Linked DNA regions of Mus musculus: region 2 is linked to region 1. Evidence: chromatin contacts called from public Hi-C data. All regions are on one chromosome and are shown on one strand. Each heading gives the region's core, a stretch centred on a gene start, on an enhancer-like site or on the middle of the called end of the contact. The rest is flanking DNA. Distances are from core to core; before and after follow the strand shown.

Region 1 (7,730 bases), core at 1,317-3,816:
CAAATCTTTAGATTTTTAATATCACATAACTGTTTCTGTAGCCTCCCCCAGCCTCAAAGCAGGCTGATCCAGACTTTGACCTTGCTTGCCACTAAGAAAATTACCTAGGGTGGAGCCTTCCGACCTAGATGGCTCTATTGTTCTGTCACCAGCCACTGCTCTCCTCCAAGACACTGCTACCTGCTGCGAGGCCCTTGAGATATTCTGGAGGAACATCCTATCTATCTCCAGATACCAAGAATGGACTTACGGGGGATGGGCCTTCCCCCTTATAAGCACACTCTCTTAGCTTGATCAGTACCTTTGTCTTGGCTCCGTTTTCTCTCTCTAGTTTCTCTCTTTTCAGCCCCAGCCTACCTCTCAGGTGTACCCGATTCAAGTAGGCCGCGGGCGGGCATACAACATGTTTCAATATCTCCTCCCTTTCTCTCTCCCCCACTCTTCCTTTATGCCAAATACAAAAATTTCAAATGATTAACTTACGGAAATTATTGGCTCATGAATAAACTATGAAGATTTTAAAGTCTAAAAGACTTGGCGTTGCTGGCAGCCTCTAAGAGAAACGTAGGAGAAGATCCAGGGTCTATGTGAGTTCATTTCACATGGTAGCTGTCTGTTAAACGTTTGTTGAATTAGCCAATTATTCAGATCAACAAATATTTGCTGAGCTAAACTCTGTGGAAGCCACAGGAAGAAAAGGTCTTGTCCTCACGCATCAACGACCTTCCTGAGGAAAACCAGCACCCACACCAGGACTCTGAAAGCCAACTGTGTAAGAGGTTGGGCAGTTAACAAATGGCAAACAATTGCAAGCTTAGCTGGTGGGTCACAGAAAGCCAAGGACTGCACAGTGAAAACAGCCATTCAACAAGAGCACCTCAGGTGAATGGATTACGACGAAGATGGCGACGAAGATGGCCTCAATCGAGCCCCAAAGAATGGCTATAAAGCCTTAGAAAGAGGAAAAATTCTGAAGGAGCTCTCCTCTCAACAGCTCAGAACAGAAAAACACAAAAGCTGTCTACTCAAGTAAGGCCTGTGTTCATTTAAGGCAGGGAGTGTTTGAGATGAAATTGCGTGTGCCAAAACAATTGTCGCTCTTTAGTTACAAATGCCAAAGAAGTGAAATGAAGGGGCAGAGATGTAGCTTAGGGTGCTTAGCTTGCCTAGCAAGTACCAGGTCCAAAACCAGGTAAAATTAAAACATCTCAAGTTCTCGATAGGACCTTGGAGACTAAATAAGTAAATTAGGTAAAATCCAAGTTAAAAATAGGATCACTATCTTTTTATGATTTTCTTTTAATTACTTTGTAAAACTTTATTCAAAAGACTTAATGGAAGGCTAGTGAGATGGTTGGGTGAGGAAAGGTGGCTGTCCCCGACTCTGATGGGCCTGAGTTTTATATTCAGGACCCATATGCTAGAAGGCAAGAACCAGCTCTCTCAAGTGGACCTCTAACTACAAGCACACTGTAGCATGAAGTTTTGGCCCCACAGTTACACACACACACACACACACACACACACACGTAATAAATTTTAAAAAACTTTTAAAAAAGATAAATATCATTTGGATGAGTAATTACTCTTTTCTAGGGTTTTGTCTTTGATTTAAGATTTAAACTATAGCCCCAAACACTGTTCATGAGGAGTAAAAATGGAGATTATTTAAATTATCAGCAACTTACCTCTCCTTTGTGAAGGTGAATACTCAATATGACACACTGAAATCAGAATTCCCTGCCTGTCTTTCAATTTTTATGTTTTTTGTTGAGACTATGTATTATAAGGTTGTTTTTTTGCTTGCTTCTCTTTCATTCACTAGCTGAACATCAGTTAGTCATCTGATCCATTCCATTCACTCTCAGACCACTTTGTTTTCTGAATCTGCAAAGAGCTTTAGTCCCAAGCACACTCTACTCCATGTGTTCTCAACCTGTAGGGTCAAACGACCCTTTCCCAGGGGTCCCACATCAGATACTTACATTGAGATTCATAAGAGTAGCAAGAGTACAGTTAGGAAGTAGTATCGAAGTAAGGTTATGCTTAGGGTCCCGACAGCGTGAGGAACCTGTATAAAGGGCTGCAGCATTAGGAAGACTGAGAACTGTTGCTCTACCTGGGAAGTGGGCCTTGCATTTCCTGCACATCACTAATCTGTAGTTAAATGACAATAAGCAGGAATATCTTTTTCTTGGGAGTGAATTGCTTCGTTTTAAAGTGCACTTCTCTGCCGCAGAATGAGACTGGGACAAAGGCTTTCCAGTTGCTGAGGAAGGCTGATTTAAAAACAACAACAACAACAAAACAAAATTAAAAACAAAAAGAAAAGAAGAAAAGAAATAAACAAAACAAGAAGACACATCTATGACTGGAGAAAACTGTCTTCATCCTTCCAGAGCTGGACGCGTGTGCCAAGAAAGCGTGCTAAGAATAGAAGAAAGTGTTTGCTTTTTGCTGTTTAATGTAGCTGTGAGAGGCAGCTGCAGACCTTCCTGTGGAAACAGTCCCACACCCTGTTCACCCCAAGAATTCTTTTCTTCCAACTAAGAGCAGATCCCTCCCACCACTGGAGTTCATCGGATCATGGAAACTCTTGAGATCCTTTGGGCGACTCTCCCCGACACATCCTGTCTCCTACGGAGCACTCAAACCGCCACACAAGACACTCAGAGTTAGCTATGAGTAAAAGTTTGGTCAGATTAAAACTGTGTCTTGGGAGAGTTGGGAGCTGGAATGTCCAGTTGTTCCTTCTCTGGAAATTGTCTGCTGGTCTTTCAAAACGCAGTTCAAAGTCCCCTCTTCTGTTGAGGCTTTTCCCAGTTCTCTGAGGTAGCGCTTTGTCCTGACCTCATGTTCTCCTGGAGACCTCAGCCAGAACTCTAACCTCAGCACTGGCTACATTGTGTTACAGTATTCTGTTACAAGACCTCCCCAGTTTTATAGATCTAACACCTATCCTGGTACTTGCTGCTTACTTAATCAGTGATTGACAACTGTTGATCACGTGACTATCCAGACCATCACTGTAGCCAATACAGTCTCAGGAGTCACATCTTAGGCGAAATAATTACTTGAATAAAAAATTTAAGCTCTGTATTTTTTAGAGAATAAACTACATTAGAACGGGTGCTTATCTTTTTTAAACTCTTTAATGTGTGCTGAATAAATTATTAACTGCAACCTACTATTAATCAAGTTCAAAGCTTAGAAGGTCGCTCAGCATCCAGCTCAAAATATTTTTAACCATTGGGTTCAGTTCATTTAAGGTAAAAACAAAAAGTCTGCTTACGTCTGTCTTTTTATTTTGTATGAAGTTTCTTTGTCCTGTGTTGGTATAATTCAGCCTTGCTATTGTTTCTAAACTTTGTGGTTCTATGTATGATATTACATAGGAATATCTTACGTAATATCATACACCAAGGTCTGATATCATAGCTTAATTAGGGAAGTCCTTACCCTAAAAGCAGGATGCACACAGTTCAATTCTGAGGACCTGGTGTGCAAACACTAATCCTAATCTTGGGGGCAGGCAGAGCATATCCTCTGGCCTTCACAAGGCTGTGCATGCCCACGTGCACCCATATATACAGTGTCCTCACGGAGAGGTGGGAGGCGGGAAATCTCGCATTCAGTATTTTAGGGACTAAGAAGAACAGAGTCTGAAGTTATATGCTAAACACACACACACAGAGAGAGAGAGAGAGAGAGAGAGAGAAAGAGAGAGAGAGAGAGAAAGAGAGAGAGAGGTTTCACGAAGGTACATCAAGTACAAGATGTCAAATTCTTTAAATTTAATTCTATAACATTAGCTCCATTCAGGTGTTTCAATGCAGTGTTAAATTTGGAAATATTTACTCTGGGAACCCTACATGGCATTTCTGATAAATCACCCAAACTGTGACGTGAGGCCCCAGCATTGGTTTCCTGTTTGTCCTGTCCACTATCTCTCTGTCTATTTAAAATGAGGCAAACTATGGCAGATATCCATCCTCTATGGGATTAAGCTCTAACCTGTCAGACAGTGGAGCTCACTAGAAATGTTGGACAGATCTTTGGATAGGGCTCAAACCCACATAAAACTTGGTAGGAGCAAATCACAAGCATTCATGAAAGCAAAACTAAATGTAGCAAACAGGAAAATCTTCAGGACTAAGAGGTGCTGTATTGAAACTTGTGCTGTAAGTTTCAAGTCTTCCTTGTAAAGTTTAAGTATTAATATATGCAATTCTTTATTATAGTAAATAGTTGTTCCCTGGAAAAGAGCACAAAAGACTTAATTTTTTAAATATCTGTTCCCTCCTCTAGTTCAAAGAATGCTTTCAAACTCTAGACATATATAAGAATGTCTTTTAGTTTTTGTTTTCTTATTTCCTATAGAGGTAAGACCTATCTTCCCATGTAGAGTGTTACTGTTCTTACCCCCAAGAAACATAAAAGGAATACAACGTTTGAATATCTATATCTGAAGACACATCAGAAATTCTTTTGGTCTGTTTTATTATTTCTTCTAAAAATGGTTTTATTTTAGTTTGGGGATTTTCACTTGTTTATTTTGGGGGGCGTGGAGAAGAGTGTCTTCAGAGCCTAATATCATTTGCTCTACAATGAACTATACTACCAACCCCACAATGTACATACACATATTTAAATTTAGATGATCACATTTATTAGAACACAGATAAGAAAACTCAGAAAACTTGATTAAAATTTCATGCTAAGGAAATTGACAAAAAGATCTTAATAACTACTTGAAGGCTATGGAAAGAATTATTTGAGAATACTAAAGGCTGGCCTGGAGAGATAACTTAGCAGTTAAGAGCACTAGCTGCTCTTCCAAAGGACCTGGTTTCAATTCTCAGCACCCACTTGGGAGTCTGTCCCACAGATGTCCAAGAATCTGACACTCTCTTCTGGCCTTTGTGGGTAGTAGGCACATACATGATGCACAGACATACATGCAGGCAAAACACTCATACATATAAAATAGTACAGTAATAATAATACAAAAAGCATGCTTTTTCATGGCACATCTGAGACATTCCGACCCATGCTATTTCATATGTATGTTGAAGCCTAGACATGCCAGGAGAAGACACACACACACACACACACACACACACATACACACGTATATATATGCATATACATATCTATGAATATATATCTCTTTGGATTAGCAGAAAGTAACTGAAAAATCTCAGATCTTTTTGTTTTTATGTTTAACTGTGTATATATTCACTTAACTACATTATCCATGGAGGACAGAAGATGGTCTTAGATTCCCTGGTGCCAGAGTGATAGGGGGTTGTGAGTTGCTCAACATAGGTGCTAGGAACTAAACTTGGGTCTTCCCCAAGAGCAGCATGTGCTCTTAACCACTGAGTCATCTCTACAGTCTGTGGAGACCCTTTTCTGCGACCTCATCTGATCAGTTTGGTGCGTTCCAGGCATTTGTGAGTCTATTACAAACTTTGAGTCCTATCTGAGCCAGAACACATGACACATGGATGCACCATTATATTATTCTCTCCATCCTCCAAGATTTGAGATGCCCTAACACTTAAGATGCAAAACAAAACAAAAACAATCCTACCACCCACACTGGGAAAATGCTCTAAAACATTCTCATTGATCCCCACCTTTCTCTGTAAACCAACCAGGGTAACTTCCCAAAGCTTTCTTTCGCCTCCTGTATGTTAGTTTATAAAGACAATGTTAGAGCCCTGGATTCACTTTCTCTTCAAGATGCAGCCCAAGGCATAACATGAGTACCAAGAGCCGGGTTCCCTCTCCAGATTGCCTGGGTTCACAGCTTCCTAGTGCTCCTTTTCCTTAACCCAAAGGGTTGCAATGCCAGGCAACACTGCAATGTTTCCCGTGGCGTCTGGGTTAGAAGGGGGCACCCCCTTAGGCTGTGATTAAGAGGTAAGCTTTCTTTTCATGATGAGTTTTCTGGGTAAGCAGAAATACCAAGTGAGGCAAGACACATGGGATGCAAACTGTGCTATGAAGCAGGATGGCACCTGACAAACTGTGTAAGTCAATCCCCTTTCTCTGACGATGGTGACACACTGCAGCCTAAATGTCCTCTCCCTCCACGGAATTCCCCCTACACTGACGTTACTACCGTTGAGGGAGCTGATCACCTTTACTGTGTGTATAACCTTGCCTGTTGACGGTCAGGTGACTCTGTTCCAAGTGAACAGTCACTTTAGAGTTTGTTTTCCTTCATTGATCTCCACAGCCAAGGCCAACTGAAAGTGCGTCAAGTGACAAAGCTTTTCGGGATACCTGTGTCACAAGTTGTTTGACACTTTAAGTCAACAGTGATTATTCAATTCCAATTGAGATGTGTGGAAAGCCAGCATGGCTAACCACCTAGTTTTCTGGGGGAAGATTCTAGTGGAAAGGACATTGCTTTTACAAGATAAAACTTTTATTTTGTGTTATGGAAGATTGTACATCTTGTCGGTAACATTCAATGGTGTGCAGCCTTTTCTTGTCATAATAATTATTTTCTAATTATTAGGAGCTAATAACAATCCTCTGATCTTATCCAATGATAACACGATTATTTTTCTAGGTTCATTGGTGGTTTTTCTCTCTTCACCAGAGAACCCCCAAACTATGGTTCTTTTGCACCTTGAAAACTATTTTAAATTATTGAAGAAACTCCCACTGTGCTATTTTGACTTTTATTATAAGAATAAAAATCTAATCCCTTTAGCGAGTGAAATGTTCTACGGGAGAGGTGGATCCATAAGCGGAGACATCAATCAGCCAGTCCTATGAAGAAGGAATCAAAAAAAAAAAGAACAGAAAGTCATCCCTTGATGTTTGTTGTAGTGGATGGACTTAAAAACCTGTCTCGCCATTCCCTGTTCGAGGAAGCAAAAATCAAGGCGGGAAGGGGAGGGTAACAGGGGTGGATAGTGAGGAGGTTGGGGGGTGAAGGGCTGGAGGGATTTCAGATATAAACTCAAAGAAGAATCCTAACATTAAGGATTCTCACAAGAAAGTCGAAAGAAAATAGAGTTTAATCCCAATGGAAGAATCTGAAGTTTGGTAAGTTTTGTAATGTATCTCAATTTTGCTACTTTTTCCTCTGTCTCTTTCCTGCAGGTTCTCAGAGTCTACCTTGTGAAATGTTTTAGGCTAAGAAGAGTCCAGCAACAGCTAACTGAGAGACCTGAATAAAAGGGTAAATTAAAAAAAAGAAAGAGAAAAAGAAAAAGATGAAAACAAGTCTGCTCTGCAAAGTCCGAACCTCCGCATCCCGCGTGGCTCTTCATCAGCATCGGAGATCAAGAGTGTGTTTGTTTGCTCCACAGAAAGAAGCCAGTATGCCCTGAGGGCACTCCAGGTGGATAGTGGCCAACCTGTGATGAGATAGAGGCTACAAAGAATCAATACCTGGAAATCTGTGTAGTACGTAGAGGACAAAACATTCCTGTGGGTTTAGAGACCTTAAAGACTTTTACAGAGAATGAAGACAAACTTTGAGTTGCAGTAAAACCAGGATGTGAGAAATAATAGTCCCCAAAGTATGAAAAATGAGAAAGAGACATCCCAGGTTCAGTTGGAGCTGGGTAGCAGGGCTCCAATGATAACAGTTACAGCCACGATGTTCAGTGCTTCTTTATAAATAGACACCAGGGACAAAGATATTAGGACTTGGTGGACCCAAGGGACAGAAGAACTCTGGGCTTCGGTTTTTCCAGTTGGAC
Region 2 (7,730 bases), core at 2,862-5,361, 380 kb after region 1:
TCAAAAGACTTGCAGTTAGCACTCTCTGCTTGCCACTTGTGGAACAAGACGTGAACTCTTAGCTGTTCTTCAGCCACCTGCCCCCAGGTCAATGCCCAGTCACTGTAGACTCCAATCTTCTGCAGCCATAATCCCAAGGAAACCCTTTCTTTAAAAGTTGCCTCCGTCAAAGCTGCTGCCTGTCCTTGGGTATGTTCTCCTAGCTGGGCTGCCTTGTCTGGCCTCAATGGGAGAGGAAGTGCCTAGACTCACAGAGACTTGAAGTGCCAGGGTGAGGAAGGGTTGTGGGAGGAGGTGACTGGGAGGGGGTGACCGGGAGGGAACAGCAAGAAATATGTAAAGTGAATAAGTTAAAAAAAATTAAATTAATTAAAAAATAGATTTTGAATTTCAAAACGTTTGATGTTCCTACATTTTCATAGACTTAAGACTTAGGATGGCTAACATTGTAGTATGAAGTCTTATAGTTTTAAAAATCAGCATTTTCTCATCTGTCATGGGACAAACCGAATTCAGAGCCGTGGAATTTGTAAAGCAATGAATAAAGGAGACAAACTTTCAAAATAAAGTTTGCCTTGGTCGTGGTATTTTATCACAGCAATAAAAAAGTAATTAATATAGTCCCAAAAACATTTTTAAGCCCTACTTTTCCCCAGAGCAACAAAAATCAAAGAAAAAAGTACTTCTGAAATAAATGAAAGTAGGGATAATGGGAATGCAGAAAAGGGCATCAGAAACCCCAACTACTGTCTTTTTACCCAAGATCGCAAGCAATGTGCATACACTCTTCTTATTTGGGTTGGGAGAGAGAGAAGGTCTTGGTACAGTACAGCCGACCTTTCTCTCTCTCCATACTGCCCCAGCCTCTCAAGTGTTAAGATCACACATGCCTGACACTATGCTTAGCTCTGTACACACTGCTAGCCCTAAGACATCTTTAAAGCTAACCTAAAGTGTCACAATACATATTGTTGGGGTGTTTTGTCCGTTTCTCTGGGTATTCTGGCCCTTGGTATACAGACAAGGTAACCTTAAATTTCCTACCTGCCTCTGTCTGCGGGGTGCCAGGATTAAAGGCATGTACCACAACACCTGGAAATAATATGTGTTTAATTATAGTGATTCTCTGATGCTCTTGATATGTAACCACTGTCACTGGGGTCAGAGGCCAGTGAGGTCTTCAAGGTGGCTTCCTCAAGGAAGCAAAAAGGTTGTAAATATACATTAGGACAGTAAAGTGTGGTAGATATATATTACTTTTCGGTTATCCTTCAATCTGGCCCTTTATGTATTTTACGAACAACCAACTCTGTTTTTACATATAAATTGATGTGTATACATATATACACATAATATACATGTATATATTATGGGAACTAGCTATAATGGCTTCATTGACACCTATTATGTTGGTGTTTGAGAAAAACACATTTATAGCACATGAATAGAATAAACACCATAAATGTTCTACTAATAAAATACTAAATAAAAGACAGATCTGAAATACACAATACTTTCCTTAATGCATTATTTTTAAAATGGAAAGTTAAAAGTATTTTAAGTAACTACAGTCAGGTATTAACATTTTGTCCAGTAATAAACTAGCTTAAAAGTTGAAACTAGTTTTGGTCAACTTGGCACAAACTGGAGATACCTGGGAAGAGGGCCCCTTAATTAAGAAATTGGTGCCATCACATTGGCCTAGGTGCATTTTCTTAATTGCTAATTGATGCAAGGAGCCCAGTTCACTGTCAGCAGTGCCGTCCCTTGTCAAGAACGGTAGCTGAGCATACGAGGGTAGGCAAGTCAGCGGTGTTTCTCCATGGTCTCTGCATCAGTTCTTGCCTCCGGACTTCTGCCAGGCTTCCCTCCATGATGGACTGTGACTTGTAAGTCAACAAACCACTGCCTTCCTAGGTTGGTTTTGATCCGTTTTATTACGCTAACAGAAAAGCAAACTAAAACAAGTGGAATTATTACAAGTATTTATAATCAGCACCAAAACTAATTTGTCTTATTTCAGATTTAAAAAGAAAACAAAAACCAAAACCGCAAGGTCTGTTATAGACTCCATTTGTTAGAAAATACTCTCGCTGTCATTCCTAAATCTCCAGTGACAGCCTCTGAGGGATAACTGCCCGGCCTCTTTGGAGGACAGACACACTTACGAAACTACAGAAATCAGACACTCAGTTTCTCAGCCTCTCTCTTTCTAAGATCTTAGCCATGTGACTGAGACTGGAGCTTAAAGGACTTGCCCCCCACCCCCACCCCACCCCACCCTGTTTCCTTTGCTTTCAGCCTGAGGCCGGCACCCATAGGAAGGGAGCTAAGGAAAAAGCAGAGCCGCCCATCCTGGCTTCAGAGCCACAGACAGCACAATTCTGCCTCGGGAGGAAGTGTGTCACTTCTTACACTGTCTGGTTTTCAGGCCTAGAGCAATTCTAAAAGGAGTCTCCGAAGTAACCTCCAAATATAAGAATGTAGTTTGATGAATTTTACTGTAATTGAATAGATTTCATTCACGTGCGGTGAATTCACATTCACAAACAGCTCTATGCTACTGCTTCAGGCACGTTGTTCTAATACTGCTTGGGTCTCCAGTACTTCCTTCCGTTGCTAAGCTATCTCAGATTCTGGGATCAAACTCAGGGCTTTGCACATTAGGCAGGCATACTACTACAACCACACTCTCAGACTTGCCTAAATGTTGTAAGGCATTATTCCTGGGGAGACGTGAACAAGCATCTACTTACCCCAGACAGGGCACCAACAATGGATCAAATTGAGACCACCACCAATGTCCAACTCAGTGCACAGATGAGTTTTATTGGGGTTACTTACAGGAGTATGGGTGAAAGGAGCTATTTACAGGAGCAGAAATGACTCAAAGACAGCCACATTACCAAAAGCCCACTCCAAATAAAAGCTGATAAAAGCTGGCAACCAGAGGCTCATTGCCTGGCCAGCAGGCAGCTCAACCTCTCTTTCTGGCAGCTCTGCTTTTCTGAGAGGGTCTGAGGAGTCCTAACTGCTGGGGGGTGGGGGGAGCCTAGTGCCATCTGGTCAGTTTCAGGGACTTCCTGAGTCTTAAAGAGCTTCCCCGCTGGAGGGAGTGTTTCAATGGGAAGGAAACTGCTACTGGTACAACAATCACTTTTAATCTCCCTAGCTCAGCCCAAACAACCCAAAATCCTTAGGGTAATTAACTGCTTTTACTCCAGTCAGAGTATTTGAGGATTAAGATATACAACCTGGAATAATTAATATGGATTTCTGCTAGCATTCAGTCTAAGCCCCGCCCCACAGTTACCTGGCAATATCCAGGTATGCCTGACTCACTATAAAAGGGGCTGTTTGACCCCTTCTTGCTCTCTTGCCTCTTGTCCCTTTCTCCCTCTCTCTCCACTTGCTCATGGCCCGCCTCTACTTCTCTCTTTTCTCTCTCTCTCTCTCTTCCTTCCTCCCTCCCTCTCTTTCTCTGCCTCTACTACCCTCTTAAGTCCACTCCCCATGTCCTTAATAAACCCTATTCTATACTATATCTTCCTGTGGCTGGTCCCTGGGGGGCGGGGGAAAGGGGTGCTTCACCATGGGCCCACAGAGGCATCCCCTTTCCCCCACGCCGGACTACACCACCATAGAACATTTCCCCCCTCTCGTAATCTTTTTATAAACACATCAGTTTACTTCCAGCTTAGAAGGAAAGCTGACTGAGAGGGGAGGAGTACTTATACTCAGAAGTGTATTTCCCTTACCCTCTCTGCGCCATCATAAAACTGGGACCGACCTGGTGTGCCGTGATAAAAAACTGAAAATACACTTGGCTTAGCTTAATACTCTTGTCAAGAAATAACTCTTGACAGAAACTCGAGACAACTAGCGAGATCATACCAGACTTTCAGGATTGCTTCCTGATCCTCCTGACAGTCTTCACCTATGTGCCACACAAGATCGCTACAGGACGGCCTTCCTTCTTCCAGCCCTTACGGAAAACAGTGACATCTTGATTCAGTGACACACCTGTCAGTAACAATGTACCACAATGCATAGTGGCCTGTGCCCTTGTCCCAGGCTCTGAACACGGCTCCTTTCCCAGCCTCCCTCTCTCACCTATTTGCTCTCACTGTTTGCTCAGAAATATTGCACTTTTTTTCCTTTGAAGGAGCCACCTGTCCTCACCTCTCTCAGGTTTTCACGCTATTCTCTTTATATGGAAGGCACTCATGAAACACCAGGATAAAGGTGCCAAGAGCTGCCTGAGGGCCCAGGCCACACCCTAGCATGGTTAGCTGCCTCCTGCCCAATTATGGGTTTGAGGAAGGCCGTGGTGGGACTTAGTCCTGGCTATCTTCTCAGCACCAAGCCTTGAGTCTGGCATATGGCACGTGCCCAACAGATACTTATATGAGACATGAACGAATTGATCTTGTGATGTGAGAAGCAGGTTAGAGTCAGAGGAAAAGCTGGTGGCATTAAGCCAATAGGAAGCCTTCCAGAAAGCTCCCACCCCTCGTTAGCTGCATGGACCGGTCACTGTCAAGTCTTTTGCTACTGTCTCACTAACGGGAGCCAGTGTGGGATAGCAGCTCAATGGTGAGGCACCTGCCTAGGATGCAGGTGGTCCCAGGTCCCATCCCAAGCTCCATCCTCACCCCACAGAAGAGCAAGCTTCACCCTAAGTTTCTGAGGGAGGGCGGTCGAGTGAAAACAAGGATCACCTCCAAGGGTGGGGTCTCGAGTTTTTATAACCAGTTGTCGTGGATCACTGAGGATGAATAATAAAATTAGTCATATTTGGTGACCAGATAAGAACATGATGTCATAAAGAGAAATAAGCCAAGAGGGTTAATGGGACTTGGGAGGGAGGTAGTTAAGATTAATTTCCAAGTGCAGTAGTGCAGCCCAGTGCTGGGGAGGTTCGTGGCATCTGAGGCCCAGAGACTGGAGAACAGAACATGGGGCTGCCGTTTTATGGCCCTGGGAAGCGAAGACAATCATAGGCCAAGTTACTGGTAGAGCCAACGCCATCTTTTCCTGCTACTCTTGGAATCCAGGTCAGGAGCCCCATCACTAAGGCAACCAACGGAACTTCCTTGACTAGGGATATAAACATGTCAGTGCTCACAAGGCTAATTAGATAAAGCCAAGCGCAATGAGGTCTTCAACCAAGTTTTAGAAAATGTCTCTGACCTTAAAATGATAGGACGCTGATGAACTCTAAAGAGTCTTACTAGGGGTAATGAAAATTATTAGAATTAAATTCTTTAAGTAGTCTTTTTAAAAAATGCCAATTATTGTTTTTACAATACTTTGTTCTGCCCTATGTGCCTATGTGTGCATGCATGCACTAGTGAGCTTTGTGGTATAGAGGCCAGATGTCGCCCTCACAAGCCTTTTGCATTACCTCTCCACCTTATTTTTGTAAACAGGGTTTCTCCCTGAGGTTAAAGCTCACCAATTTGGCTCCACTGGCTGACCAGCCAACCCCAGGAATCCTCCTGCACCAGCCTCCCCAGCCCTGGGGGCACAGGCCACCCCACTACACCTAACTTTTATATGGGTGCTAGGGATGGAAGCCTGATCTTTATGTTTGTGTGGGAAACACTGCAGGAACTGAGCGAGTCCATTCCTCAGCCTCAGACTCTTTCGAGAAACTTAACTTGTTTCACCTTCACCCCTAGTTTCTGGTGCTGAGAGTCAGAGCAGCAGTCGCAGCTGGAGAAAAAAAAATCTTTAAGGTAAAAAATCTAAACAGAGGTCACAGGTTGTGTTCCCATCTCTACTTACTGTGTGCTCTTGGGCAAGTTAGTTCATGTGTCCAGGCCGCAGACTTCCCGGTGTAAAATACGGTGCACGCTCACTGCTAAGTGTGTTCTAGGTCTAAACATTATGACTCTCAGCAAAAGGATTTTAGAATACTTATATAAACTCAGAAAATAATATGTGATGAAAACACCACTATTAGATAAACTCTGGTCTTTAAAGCCTTAGGTCTTTTGCTCAAACTACCTGCTTCACAAAAATACTACAGACAATCAAATGTTAAGCCATCAGCCAGTGGAACAACGAAACCACTGTTGACTCAGCAATGGTTCGCACTGTTAAGACGACTGGAATAAAGGCTGGGTGTGTAGAGCACCAGCCAAACATGCAGCAGACCCAGTTCCTCCCCCAGCACCTCCTCCACCCAGAGGAGGAGGAAGTAGGGAACCATGAAACTCAAAGATGCATTAACCTTACAAAGGCCAGCAACTAAAACAGATACCAACCTCCCAAGTCAGTGTGAGGCTATCAAAGACTTCCGTAGGTTTGCGTCTGGCTAACCTACCATCGGAAAGGTAACCAAGACTCCACAACAGTGAGAGAGGGCAGGGTCCGGGGCAGAAAGAGCCACTTTTGGATGACACAGTGCCCTCAGACCTTCTTTTTTTCTGACTTTATTATGAAAATCTATTCTTCAGAAATGTCACCTGTCTTCTACCTTAGAGCAGGCCCTGCGTTAGTTTTAAAAATTAATATTGAGAGTTGCTTGTATTTTGGAACGTGGAAATTATTAACATAAAGCACTCTTGCTTGTATACATAGGGAGGTGGGATGAACTGGGGAGGCTGAGAAATAATAGGGTGAAAATTGTATGAAAAAAATTAATAAGAATAGTAATAATAATAGAGCACACTTTTTTTACCTTTTTATATATTTGTAATATATTTTTATTTTGAGGGTACGGGCAATTAAAGCCAAGGCCTCAGCATCCACTGAGCTCCCCCATTGGCCCTCAACTTTTATTTTAGGACTGAAGGGAATCACAGTGGCATTTGGATTGGGCATAGCCCCAGCTCTGTTCATTTACCTTCAGCCATGAGAGCTAGAAGGAAAGGCCAGCCAACGCAAATGCCAGGCCAAGGCGAGTTATGAAATGAGGAAGGGAAGCTGGGGAGAAAAAAAAAAAAATATATATATATATATATATATATATATATATATATATATATATATATATATCCAGGTTATCCTGCAGGGAAGGCAGATGCCTCTGGGAAAATGAAAAGCTGTCAGCTGAATTAAAAAAAAAAAATCAGCAGGGACAGTGAAGAGCCAACTGAAAAACAAGAGGTGCACAGGAAACACATGCGTGACACAGAAAAATCACGCATGACCACGAAGCAAGCCTGTTGAAGGCAACACACAGCAGCCCCAATCAAGCATAAGGAGACTTAGGCCATCACACAGTGAGATCGACCTAACTCACCACCATTGCAATCCGTAGCACCTGAGCTTGAGCAGGCAGGCTTACAGATGCCGAAGGGACAGACACACCAGGAATGTCTCACGTTGGGCACAGAATGAAAGGTGGCAGCAGCAGCAGCGTCGCACACAAACATCAGCAGCAATAGTCTATGACCACAAGTGTTTGCGCTAGGAAGACTTAGAAAACTAAGTGTGTGGTCCACTTACCGGCCCTCCACAAGCATTGGGGTGATTTTAGGGATGTTTGTAATGTGGGGCTCTTTTCCTATTCCCTATCCATTCTAGTGAGAATCTGAAAAACTGTAAAACAAAACCACAGAAACAACCGGCTCCTTTCTCAGTGCAAAGAGAAATCCTGTCTCAATGTGCTCATAGCCTATTTCCAAAAATCAGTTGAAGATAGGTGTGAATTAACAGGTGTTCAGTTTTTGTTTGGTTTTTTTTTTTACAGATTTGGTGGCAGAGGAGAGCGCCAGAAA

What was found. A called contact is a pair of places that touch in the nucleus more often than the background predicts.
Region 2: a contact with region 1 is called in a Hi-C map of uterus, with 2.5 times the contacts expected there. The contact joins two enhancer-like sites. A contact is called at or near these places in 1 of 39 promoter capture datasets (hippocampal neurons), 1 of 484 Hi-C or Micro-C datasets (uterus) and 2 of 115 datasets of contacts at active chromatin or transcription factors (both in embryonic stem cells).

Annotation. Positions count from the first base shown.
Region 1 is chr8:40,653,110-40,660,839 of GRCm38.p6, forward strand. No RefSeq gene overlaps it. Among named protein-coding and RNA genes, the nearest start is that of Adam24, 18 kb to the right of the region's middle. Within about 2 kb of position 2,567, at least 19 of the 459 cell types and tissues checked have an H3K27ac peak or open chromatin away from gene starts, as enhancers often do. A contact at or near this core is called in uterus, where this site is marked.
Region 2 is chr8:41,033,495-41,041,224 of GRCm38.p6, forward strand. The region is part of intron 5 of Mtus1 (mitochondrial tumor suppressor 1); the gene reads right to left. Among named protein-coding and RNA genes, the nearest start is that of Gm16193, 16 kb to the right of the region's middle. Within about 2 kb of position 4,112, at least 24 of the 459 cell types and tissues checked have an H3K27ac peak or open chromatin away from gene starts, as enhancers often do. A contact at or near this core is called in uterus, where this site is marked.